Linked DNA regions of Anas platyrhynchos: region 2 is linked to region 1. Evidence: chromatin contacts called from public Hi-C data. All regions are on one chromosome and are shown on one strand. Each heading gives the region's core, a stretch centred on a gene start, on an enhancer-like site or on the middle of the called end of the contact. The rest is flanking DNA. Distances are from core to core; before and after follow the strand shown.

What was found. Hi-C and Micro-C count contacts between places; a contact is called where the count stands out from the background.
Region 2: a contact with region 1 is called in a Hi-C map of subcutaneous adipose tissue, with 2.1 times the contacts expected there. The contact joins the promoter of PRMT9 here to the enhancer-like site in region 1. A contact is called at or near these places in 6 of 8 Hi-C or Micro-C datasets (F1 follicle, F5 follicle, liver and 2 more).

The regions. Positions count from the first base shown.
Region 1 is chr4:37,289,022-37,295,122 of IASCAAS_PekinDuck_T2T, reverse strand. It overlaps ARHGAP10 (Rho GTPase activating protein 10), which reads left to right. Exons shown (of 24, transcript XM_027456676.3): 5 at 4,826-4,897. Among named protein-coding and RNA genes, the nearest start is that of ARHGAP10, 53 kb to the left of the region's middle. Within about 2 kb of position 3,637, at least 2 of the 8 cell types and tissues checked have an H3K27ac peak or open chromatin away from gene starts, as enhancers often do. A contact at or near this core is called in subcutaneous adipose tissue, where this site is marked.
Region 2 is chr4:37,345,359-37,351,459 of IASCAAS_PekinDuck_T2T, reverse strand. PRMT9 (protein arginine methyltransferase 9) reads right to left here and starts at 3,671. Exons shown (of 14, transcript XM_027456686.3): 1 at 3,517-3,671; 2 at 3,183-3,234; 3 at 2,396-2,608; 4 at 1,774-1,922; 5 at 314-550. The coding sequence starts at 2,581.

The DNA.
Region 1 (6,101 bases), core at 2,388-4,887:
TATTTAGCAGCAGTGTTACCTACTTTATTATTGAATCACTGTTAGCTGTGTCTTCCTTTCCGCATTCTCTGTTACATTGAGAAGGGCAAAACTTCCTTCCCAGATCCAGTTTCATTGACACTTACTCAGTTTCACAAGCTCTGCCCTTCTGGCTGTGGGCCTCCTCCTTTGCTTTGTTGACAGGGAGAGACAATCCTGCCCCTGTCCACAAATAAATCTTCCCAGTCAGCGCACTGGGAAACTTTAAACCACCCTGTCTTGCTGTTTGGCATGTGGTGTGCATTCCAGTTCCTTTGATGAGGCTTTGGAAGTGGGTACCCCTGTGTCACTGTGCAGTCTGTAGCAAGGTACATGTTTATGGCTTTTTTTTTTGCCATTTTTAGTAAGCCTCTTTTGTATGGGAGGATGCTTGGATTCAAAATGGAGTAGGATCAGTGCAGGAATTTCTCACCACCAGGGTTTATTGACCAACAATGTTTAACTTCTAGTTCTTTCAGTAAAGGCTGAAATCATTTTTAGGATGAATGCTGGGAGACCATAGTTGCATTTGTATAACTTGCAAACCGAAATTTGGTTAACTTTGGTTGATCTCACCTTTGTAACCACAGAGGCCAGACTGAGATTCTGTGACAGCTCTCGTGGGTCGATGTCCCTTCACAGCCCATGTAAGCAGCCTTCCTCTTCTGCAAGACAGCCTGGTTGTGGCCGCAAGGGGAGCGGGAACCTGTTGGTGCTGCGTTTCTCAGACAGACTGCTCTGGAGGGTGAGAAAGCATGCAGAGAGCTTTGAGCGCTGGTGGATGGTGCTGTCTGGCAGGTTCCAGTGCATGGGAGGAGGTGTTCAGGGAAGGAGTTTCTCCCTAAACAGCCATTCTCCCGCCCTCTCTGAGAAGAGGAAAAAAAAAAAAAAAAAAAAAAGGCTAAATGAAGTCGGTTGTGGACTGGCACTGGCTGGTGAGTTACCTGTTGGATCTTGTTGACTCGAGTGACTAATTGGCAAGCTGCTGGAAATGTAAATGGACTTGCTAATGGATTGAGTCTGTGCCTTTGTGGACTGCTTGTAGAAAATGTTGGCTTGGGCCTCTTAATCTGCAACCTGTTACAAATTTCTTTTGAAATATATGGAGCTGTAAAAGTCAGGATTATCACCATTCTGTAAAATGTCTCTGCCTGAGCAGGTGAAGTTTTGTAAGGGCATCTGAAATTAGGAGGTATATCCAAAGCTGAAAGCCTACTTCAAGATACTGTTGGAAATGTTGGCTACGGGGATCTCCTGAAGTGATGTTGGCAATGATGACTTTTTTTTTTTTTTGCTGCTGTTCCCAGACTTACGTTAAAATGAAGTTTAATTCTTTGGCCTGTCAGTAGTTGCAACAAATAGAATAGAAATAGTATAAGCAGTTTCAGGTATTTGGTCCAAGGCACATGTGCATATTGCATTAGACATTTCTGAAAGCATTTGTGAAACCTTGACGTTCCTAAAGCTGATTAAGATAGTGTTACTTGAGACGTGACCTCTTTATATTGATCACTTACGGCTTACACATACCATAGTTTGCTTGCTGGAATTTAAAATCGGGTATATGTTCCTTTCAGGTAGGTCTGGGTAACTTAGGGGTATAAGGAACAGAAAAGACTTTTGTGTGTGTGTAGAATAAAAAATTAACTCAAGAGTCATACAAAAGTTGTTGAAAGAGGCAGGAACATGCAGTTTGTTATTAATTAATATTTAATTTGAATTCCTGATATATTTTCTTGAAAGTGGTGGATTTTGATGTAAACTTCTTTAAGGGAAGGGTGTGTAATAAATAAATTCAAAGGGCCCTTAGCTTTTTTGCTTATTTCTATGTACTGAGGAAATATTTTTTATCTACTTATCTGTTATCTAGTTTTTTTAAAAAAGTAGTGTCTTTTGAGTTCCCAAGTTATAAATATGAATAATATCATAAAAATGTGTACTTATTTATGGAATGAAAACAACTTTTTCCATCTCTTTATGATAAGCATTGAATTCTAAGTACTGGGAAACACTTCAAATTCCTCCTTTTGTAATTTAATATTGTGCATTTTGTAGCTATGAATGTTTTCATGTGTATGAGTCAGAAGAACAGATCTCTAATTCACTATGTACCAGTCGCATCTTGGTTGACAGCTTCTGTATGTACAAACTCTCACACTCCTTTCAGTGAGGAAGAAATGTTCCTCCTATATTTTTATGTGGGCCTGGTGTGAAGCTCCATAAGAATGATCAAAGAGCTGCAAAATCCCACTTCACCAAGAAATACTCATAAGCACTGCTGTTTAACCCGCTCAGAGAAAGCAAAAGGGGGTGACAAATCATAAATACCTGCAGGGCAGGCAAATTTCTGCTGCAGAGGCATCTGTTACAAAAGTTTGTTGAGCAAAATGAGAAACTTTTTTTTGGAAGGAAAAGAGGCTTGTTTTTCTTTTAATGAAAGAATTACTGGCTTATTTTACCACTGGCAACACTGGAATCTTTATTTGTTGGCTGTCTTGGAGGGAACATCCCATTTTGATTGAAAGATTATTTTCTGCTTCAAACAAATACCTTCAGTGGTTCCCATGGTTAATGCCGCACAGAAGTGTAGCAGACCAAGTGATTTGTAGCCAGCCCTTCTGGTTTGTGAACCTCAGCCTTTTCTGCCCATGTTTTTTTTCTTTCTGCTGAGCCAGGTTGCTGGGATTTATTTTGACTCGGACTTCATGTTCAGCATGCATCCATTGCCTGTTGACCTTATGTTTCCCTTTTCGTTGTGTAAAAGTTCAAAAAACTAAGAAGCAACTTGTTGTTAGATGCTAATTTTTAAGTTTTTGACCATTTCAGTGCTGCCTTTAAGCACCTCCCTTTGTGAAAGCATTCTGCTTGGCTGGTACCAGCCTGCGGCTCTCCTCATCCTCCCCGGGCTCCTCTCTGAGGAGGCCTCACAGCCTTCCTCCCTCACGCCGTCAGTGGAGAGGAAACTGGCAGAAACAACTCAAACTTCTTGAAATGTTCCCAAACTGAAGGATTATTCTGTCATTATTCTGTCAGCCTCTGGAGAGGTTCTCTGCTTGGATTTGTGTGAATCCTTGTAGCCAAGCCAAGAGAGACTCCGAAGGCCTCAGGTGATGTTGCTTGGGGTTGCTCCAGTTATACATACAACTTGCTGTTTCCTTTCAGCTCCTTCAGAGTTTCTAGGGAAGTTTTGGGAGCCTCACAAAAGTGAATGTCCTAAAATGCCCTAGAGACCCCAATAACTGCTTGAGTAAATAGGATGCAGCGTGCCGGGTGGGATGGATCCTTCCTGTAACCGCATTTTTCAGTTCCTCTTTGGGACGTTTGACTTCTCTGGCTGTCAAGTCCTCCTTTTTCTTCTTCCGTCAGGTTTGTGCTAAAGGGTACTTTTAGTGTTTCTGACAAAATTAGGAAGTGAACGCAGAAAGAAAGGGTTTGGGCCACAAGATCAAGTGCTCTGAATTTAGGGAATATCTGAGGATGACTGTGCAATGCTTAGTTTGGCCCAGACTTGCCCAATATTTGAGTTTCCAGCTAGATAAATAGGTTAGCATGCTGTTGAAAATTCAGGGTTGCTCTGGTTACGGTGAATTGGCAAGATGACTCCCACAGTAATCCCCGCATGGCTCCAGGGCTGGGTGGGAGCAGACAGTGCTATTTGGATTTGTGCTGTGCCAGATCTCTAATATATCCCTCGTGTGTTTTACGATAAGAGCTTTTCAGAAGGCCAGATTAGGCCTGCAGTGTTTTATCTGAAACCTCTTAAATTTGGAGGGGGGCGGGGGGAAGACTTCTGCTCTATCTGAGGTGGGCTTCCAGGGAGCTCTGCCTGCACTCCTGGCAGCTCAGCCCTGGGCTGGGGTGACTGAAGTGCCCTGGGGCTCTGCCTTGGGCCTGGGACCACAAGGAACCCCTCTGCTCCTCCACATCTGCTGTGCTCTTTACACTTTCTCAGTGCTCCTGTTGTATTTAAGAAATTCCAGCTTTTGCTAAATTTCAAATGCTTTTAAAATTCTAATTCGCGTTCACAGCAAGACCAAACTTAAACTTATTTATAAGCTAGCTTTCAGTCTTTAAGTGGCATGTTGTTTTCTTTTTTGTTTCTTATGATAAATGGCCTCATAGCCATATTAAAAAGCTCAGTGATGGATGCTGTGGAAGAGACAGATTAAACTTTACCTAGTCAACTAAATTTCTCATTTCTTGTCTCTACACCTCTTGATTTTGTAACTTATGTTAACTTGAAGCTTTCTTAATTTAATTAAATTTAAATATTTGGAAATATATATTTCAATTCCTAATGGTTTTAGCTGTGTGTTAAAAGCTTATTAATTACACCTCAGTTGCCCATTCTACAGCTGTTTCCTGTGTTTTTGCGTTGCTGCAGAAATGTGTATGTCCTCAAATGAAAACTATTATTTTTTTCTGTGTGGCACATTCTGGTGTTCAGTTGTGGAGGCTGTTGACCTGATCTGCAAGACTGGCATAAGTAAAGCAGTTACTGTTTGGCTGCAGCCAAACAAATGCAATTTCTGCATTTGTTCAATTGTTTTAGATTTGTTTTAATTTTCCTTACAGTGAATTGAAAGACAAGATAGAAATTTTGAAACCTTAAATGAACTCAGAGACAGGATTTTTTTTGAGTTAGGACTTAGTATCCCACCATGTTTTCCTTATAAGCCCCAGAGCTTGTTTGTCTTTTTTTTCCCCCTTTTGATTGATGGTGCTAAAGTGACTTAGTGACTTGTCTGTCTGGCAACAGAAGCTTAACCTTTGCTCTCTCTTTTTTTTTTTTTTTTTTTTTTTTTAGGCACTCAGTGTTACTGAAACTCTGATCAAACCTTTGGAAAGATTTAGGAAAGAGCAGCTAGGAGCTGTAAAGGTTTGTCACTCGTTTGCCTTTATGATAAGTTTGTTTAATTTCTCTACTTGGATCGCAGAGCAGTAATGACATGTATTTGGCACAGGGAAACTGTTGTTTATATTTCATGTGTTCACACTTCTTTTCTACTTTGAGAACTTGCTTCAGAAACAAATGGAAAGTGTGCTTAAGAAGAGAAGAATGTGTCCTTCTTTCCTCCCCCTCCCTTATCTCTTCTGTCTGGAATAAGAGAAATATAGCTAACAGCCTAATGGATAACTCTGATTCACTTTATTCTTATTTGCAGTTGCACAATCAAAAGATGAAACGCATTAACTACCCAAAGAAGTTCATTTGTATGCTTTTAGCCTTATTTATGCAACCTGCAAAGTGAACATTGCTTTTATTTTACTTGAATAAAATCACTCATTGTTTTAAATAAATCACTCATTGCTCTATGTGAGTGAGGGAAAAATAGCGATGGAGTGGCTAAAGACAGGATCTCATTCAAGGTACTTTTATTTTGGTGAAAGTTGTCAGTAACCTTTCTAAGGTTGCCACTACATTGTTGGTATTTATAAAGCTAAGCCTCATGGGTTAAGTACAGACTAGCAATTGGATAAGTATAATAAGGACAATTTTCACCTTGCTGTATCTGTCTACCTTCCTTCTTACAATTAGAGATTTAAATACTTATTTGAAAATGGGGAAACGTTACAGCTATTTACTGCCATTTTCTGTTCCAAAACTCAATTTGTACATTTTTAAACTACCACTCTGCAGATGTTTTATTTTATAATGTCATGACTTCACCAGCAGTGATATCTAACGTCTCAGATAACCTTTCAGTTTCAGGTGAGCTATACATTTTGACTTCAGCAGGAATGATTAACATATTCTGAATCTGATTTCAGTGTTCATGCATGGAAAACACTCTGATAATAAATTATTGCAATTTAATAATGCAGTGGTCTTTGGTCTTTTATGGATGTCAGAAGTTCAAACCAACATCCAGTAAAAACCGTAATTTAGAGTTGTTGAAGGAAAAATAATTTGTTCTAAATACTATATATTGTCATTTATATGGTATATTGGTATATTTAATGGATTATTTCAACAGAGTATTTATGGTGTAAGAGGATATTACCATTTTTTTGGGTAAGAATTGCTATGTTTTAAATTACTTCATGATCTTTACTCATTTCCTAGTCAGTTCTGTTCCTGA
Region 2 (6,101 bases), core at 2,422-4,921, 56 kb before region 1:
CCAAATAAGTACTACACTCAGTATTTTAGGACAGAATACTTGACACTAAAATTCCAAATCCAACATGAATTCTCCAATACATACAGCAATTCTTAGCATTAAAAGGAAACAAGGTCCTCCCAATAAATCAAATTGATTCAATTTTGGTTCCAAAAATACACTTAGACAATAACCTCAAGACTCAATGACTTCTGAAAGCTTTGTTTTGTTTGTTAAGCTTTGTCTCAACAAAGCATGAAAGTCTTTTTCAGAAGCACACAATTTAGACAGATGTTTCCATTAAGTTCACATTAAACACGTACTTATGACATACCTCAATATTCCTGTTCCTGTACCAATATCAAGGACAGACTTGCACCCTGAGCAGACAGCATTCTCTATTGCTTTTAGATAAGTAAGATTCCTCTTGGCATCATTGAGCATGATGAAGTGCCAACGTTCCACAAGCCAGTTTGCAACACGGTAAAAATTCTCCTTTGCATCAGCAAAGTCTGGGTTAAGCTTCACTGCTTTGTGAAAATATCCAGCTGCTTCATCTCTAAAGCCCATTCTAATAGTAAAAAAAGACAAATAAAAAGATATTCAGTTGCCAATTATGAGTAAATATGTACAGGTCTTAGGACAATGGAAATATTTCACACTAGTTGGAAAGATCTCTTTAAAAACACTGATATTACTATGCACAGCTCTACATCACTTGGAAATGCAAAGGTAGTCAAAAATTGCAGTCTTATTTTTTTTTTTTTTAACACAAACAAGAAAGTTTTACAGAAAGCTTACTGTAATCACATGGCAGCAGCAAATCTGCAGTCTCGCAGATTTGTATCATAATAGAATGATACAAAAAGCCAAAGTTGTCTCACCATATTTAACTTGCACATACTGTAAAAACAAATTTTGATTTGCCTACGCTTCCAGTAAGTGGCAATCTCAAAAATAAACTGTGAAACTGAAACAATTTTTTTAAATAACTGTAGCATATTCTCAAATCAGATACACTAAAAAATAAGACCTATGAAATGCATCAAAGCATACCTTTTGTTAGCAATGCTGTATAAGTTGCTCCTTCAAATAAGCAACCAGTCAAAATTGTATACCTAACCAAAGCTGCTTTGACCCAGGACCTATGATTTCCATCTTAAGTTCCAGTCTCAGAAGACCTTAAAATTCAGAGGAATGGCAAGACACTGTGTTTCAAGTTTTGGAGAAAGCAGTAAAAGAATGCAGTATAAGCTCAAACCATTTAAGAAAAAACAGCTCTACACATTACAGTACACATAACCAGCTTCCTCACCTGAAAGATCTGTCATATGTGACCTCAAGAAGAACCAAAGTCTGATCAGATCCCTGACAATTACTGCCTTTGCATATTAACAGAATACAATGGAAGATGAACTTCAAAAATTTTAAGTTAACCACAATTATAGTAAACACAGTAACTCTGAACAATTATGGTCTTATTTCTGTTTAGCAACTTAATAAATAGTTAAAAATACACTTGAAGGCAGTAGTACTATTACATTAAGCTTTTACTTCAGCACAAGTGCTCTTTTATACATATAACTGGCTGTGACTATTAACATATTTTAGTATTGGGTACTTAACTTTCTAAGCTAACAAACACAAAATTCAACAGCATGAACTATGTGAAAACAAACATGCGCTTGTATTTATTTCTTTTAAGCATATTTTATGTGTTCTGATTAGTTTAATATCATTAACGCATAACACTGAAGTAAGCTTTATAACAGCTGAATATAGATCACTACAAACCTGAAAAGATGTTCTCCCATACTATTACATATCACTTCATCATTCGGATACAGTTCGAGAGCCTGTTCATAGCAGTTAAATAGATCTTGAATCCGTGCTAGAGAATCTAGTTCTTCTGCCCATTTAAAGAGGGTAAACTGAAATGTTTCCTAGAAAATAAAACACAGACCATTGAGTTGGCAATAGTTACCAGAAACATTCTGACATGCACCTGAACACACTTCTTTCACTAAAGCAGCAGCATGCAATTGCTCAGTATTTTCCCAAGTTACTTGGGACAACACTTACCACTTGAAGGAGCTAAAGTAAGCTCTCAAATATCCACACTGAATATCATCACCCAACAACTTATACTAAGAGCCAGGATGTATACTACTGCATGCTGTGCTGTACTACAAGCCAATAATAACAACAAGGGATTATCTTTATTGAACTTTATTAACACATACTGCACTAGAAGCCTGATTTTCTTCCCACAGAAAGATACAACTCATTAAATAAGTTGCTGTCTGTTACTGTTTTTCTTCTTTTAGAAGACTGAGTAGCAAGATCAGTTACAAACAAAAAGTCACAGGCACAGAACATGTTACATAGTCTCAAGAGAAAACCAAACAGCACTTACTTTGACACTGGTCTTTAACTCAGGAGCTAGATTCAGTACCAGGAGATAGTGAGCATATGCAGTTCCATAATCCTGGTCCTCCAGGCAATGCTCAGCACTCTGCAGAGATCGGGAAACCAACTCCCGCCTGCCGGCTTCCTGACCACCTCTGGGGCTCCGACGAAGTTTAGCATTGGAGTTGGGCATTCTGAAGGATGGAAGTACTAGCCCTTCCTAAAATCAACAAATTACATGTTCTGGAGGCCAAAAAGGTTACGTACAAAACTGGTAGACAAAGCAACATTTTAAGAATTTACAGGTATTTAAAACTCTTCCCCAAATCCTAAGCATTCAAAAACATTCTTATCTTTACACCTATATATCTTATATATCTTATCTTTACACTTCTTTATGTTTCCATAAACTTTAAAATAAACGTACACCATTCAAAATTTAGGTATGAAACATACTTGTATTGTACTAGATCCTACAAACAGCTTGCATTTCTTTGCTTTTCAAGAACTAATTTTTGTAATGTGTATTTTAGCATATCTTTAAGTAGCTTTGCACACCAGAAACTCACACATTCAGAGTTCTCATAATCGAGCATAACATTTGCAGGTTAAGGTTCTTCCACTTCAGTAACAACATCTCCATAAACTAAGGGCTTCCAGATAGAGAGCTTACAAGCTCCCAGTTTACTTTACGTGAGATACCATGATTGTTTCTTCCCCTCAAGAAAGCGTCAGTTAACAGGATCAGTACACACGTTTTAAGCGTTAACAGTTACCAAATTTGCAATGCTTACCTACGTGCAAGGGCCTAACAGTGCCTTCAGGATTTTCAGATATATCCTAAAGCTGAAGAGAGCGAACGTTACATAAAGAGGAGCCGCAAGGAACACAGCACCACCCTAACAGCTTATTTATTAATAAAATAAAATAAAAAAGCCCCGGCCACGTAAGAAGCGACCACCACCAACTTACACAGCAACACACAAACCCGCCTGCCACACGGCTTCGGGGGCCCAGAGGGCAGCAAGGACAGGGCGGGCAGGCCTCACCAGCACCGGGCTGGCGGAGCAAGCCTCAGGGCCACCACCCAAGCAGGCAAGGAGCAGCGGGGAAGGGAGAAGCCCGTACCCTACAGCCGAGCCGGGCGCTCCCGGGGCCATCACCTGCTGGGCGTCAGCCGCCGCTCCCCCACAGCCCCCAGGCACGCCGCGGACCGCCGCCATCTTAGGGCCCAGCGGCAGGCGGTGCCGGGACGTGCCGGCGCCCCGCCCTGGTGGCCGCCCCCTAAGATGGCGGCGGGCGGGTCCACGCCCCGCTCGCCTCAGGCCCGCTGGAGGAAGGAGGGAGGCGTGAGGTGGGCTGCGCCCCGACCGCAAAACCCAGTTACACGCCGCAGGATTGAGCAACTCTTCTGCTTCACGAGATTGAGAAATCCCTTCGCTTCGTCTTTATTTCTGTTTAATTTATGAGGAAAAAAAAAACTCCTCCTCCTTTTTTTTCAGGCTTCTCCTTGCTATTTAAAGTTTAGGCATGAGGCATTCACTTTATCTTTTATTTACCTCAAGGAACAGCTGATAGGCAGAACATCTTTAAGAGCCCAAGAAAAAATCAGAGTGCTAGAAACTAGCATTTTAGAAAAACTAATGCTTTGTAAGCTGACAAAGAGGCTAGGCAAAAAAATCATAACTCTATTAATAAGCAAAAGGCTTGAGAAAGCTAAAACATAAAATCCATGGATTTTTTTTTTTTCTTTTTTTTAGGCAAATTTAGCTTATTCCTTTCAAGGTGAAACTTCAAAATATTTTGATCAGAAACTGTTCCTTAAAATTTCCTCACTGCTTTTTCATGTGGATTTTGACTACTTATTGGCGGGGCGTGCCAAACATGAACCTACAAATAACTCTGCTTGTCCCTCTCCCTCTGCCACATATAAACGTGCATGTGCATATATATGCACATATATATTGTCCAGGTTATTTTGCCATCCACATCCAATGTTTAAAACTGGAAATTCAGGTCATAGGAACACAGGTCTAGAAGTGGCCTACAGCACTGTTAAATCCAGTCCCTTGCTATTCAACATTACTCAGACCTGCTCTACATGTAAGAGCCTACTACCTTAAATGTTTATAGCATGCAGCATAAGAACCGTGTGCTGTGCAGGCACCACCCATAATTGAACTGCAGTTACGGTGTTTGTAATATTTAATTTGAATTATGTTATTGATAAGCCTGGAGAATGACATTAGAGGAGAAAAATTCATGCCACCTATTTTTAAGTCATAAACAAGTCCAAGTTGTCTTAGGCCTTTGACTCTGCTCTATATTAACAGAGGAGCAAAATTCAGACCTTTGCTCCCACTCCTCAGTGCCTTATCTTGCTGTCTTCAATGCCTATGGCATCACTTGACTTCCACTGTGTAATGTGGCAGGCTGCCTCCTCCTCGGATCAACCACATGCAAGGCCCTGGAGTGATATTTATTTTTTTTTTTCCCCAAAAAGGCAGTGTTCATTTGGTCTTACCACTTTCTGGGACAAGAACAGGCTATGGCATTCTTTATTAATCATGAAACATTGGAACATGAAGCTGTTTATCATTGCTTCCCTTCTCTAAAGGGAAAATGCAGCTCTCCTAGTGTTTTACAGTTTTGGATATTGTAGATGCCTTCACTTTTGAGAAACAAATTGGTACCATTTAAAAAATGCCTGACCAGCATTTTGAGCAAGGTGAAAGTAGTACATGTACATATGGAGAGGAAAGTTAGTCTAAAAGAAACAGTGGCAGTTAAAACCATGGTAAATCCATGGTTAAATGGTTAAATCCATGGAAAATGATTACTATCCTAGACTATTGTAAGTAGGAGGTAAGCCTACAAACATTTTGAGTGAAGTGACCCAAGGGACAGCAGAGGACAAGTAGTTGAATGATGCCACAAGCAGTTTCCATGTAGGAAAGACATTGCCAGAAAGCACAAAAGAACTGGCAAAGCACTTGGGCTGAATGAATTCTAAGAGGACATACAAATATCATCAGAGTGTATCAAATATTTCTTATCTAAACTGAGCTATAAGTCAGGATATAATGTCTTATTAAATCAACTAGTATAAACAGACCTAGCCCTTCAATTTTGAAAGTAAAGCAATGAACTTTAAATTAGTTACTGATGGGGAACAAGCTTCTCTAAATTTAGCTTAATTATGCTTTCCAGCTACAGGAGAACAGCATGGGGAGAAAGACAATCATTAACATCTGTGGGACATAGTGGGAACATGAGGGCATAGTACAGGTGATTATCACCTGTGGACAGTGAGGTGTAACAGGAGTTGGACTGTCCTGAATACTGTGATGGGCCAGGGGCTTGGTAGCTCCATCATTTTCTAAACCTGTTCAGCTGTGTTTTTAGACCAAAGAAAGTACCAGATACATAGCATAAATATTTTATAGTGCTTATTTTTAAGCATAAATCAAGTACTACTGTGTGCTAATTTGACACAATTTAAATTGGTATTTCACACTGTTACATTTGTGGGAGAAGATTACTAAAAACTGTCAATGTCAAATCCTTGCAGTTTGTATGAGTCAATTCAGTTCAAGGGCTGGAGAGGGTTTTTTTTTTTAATTCCATACTCACTTTGTACATCTTGATGGAATACCTCAGAGAAAAATAAAAAAAGGCCACAGAATATAATGTTTGCATACAGCTGCATACTA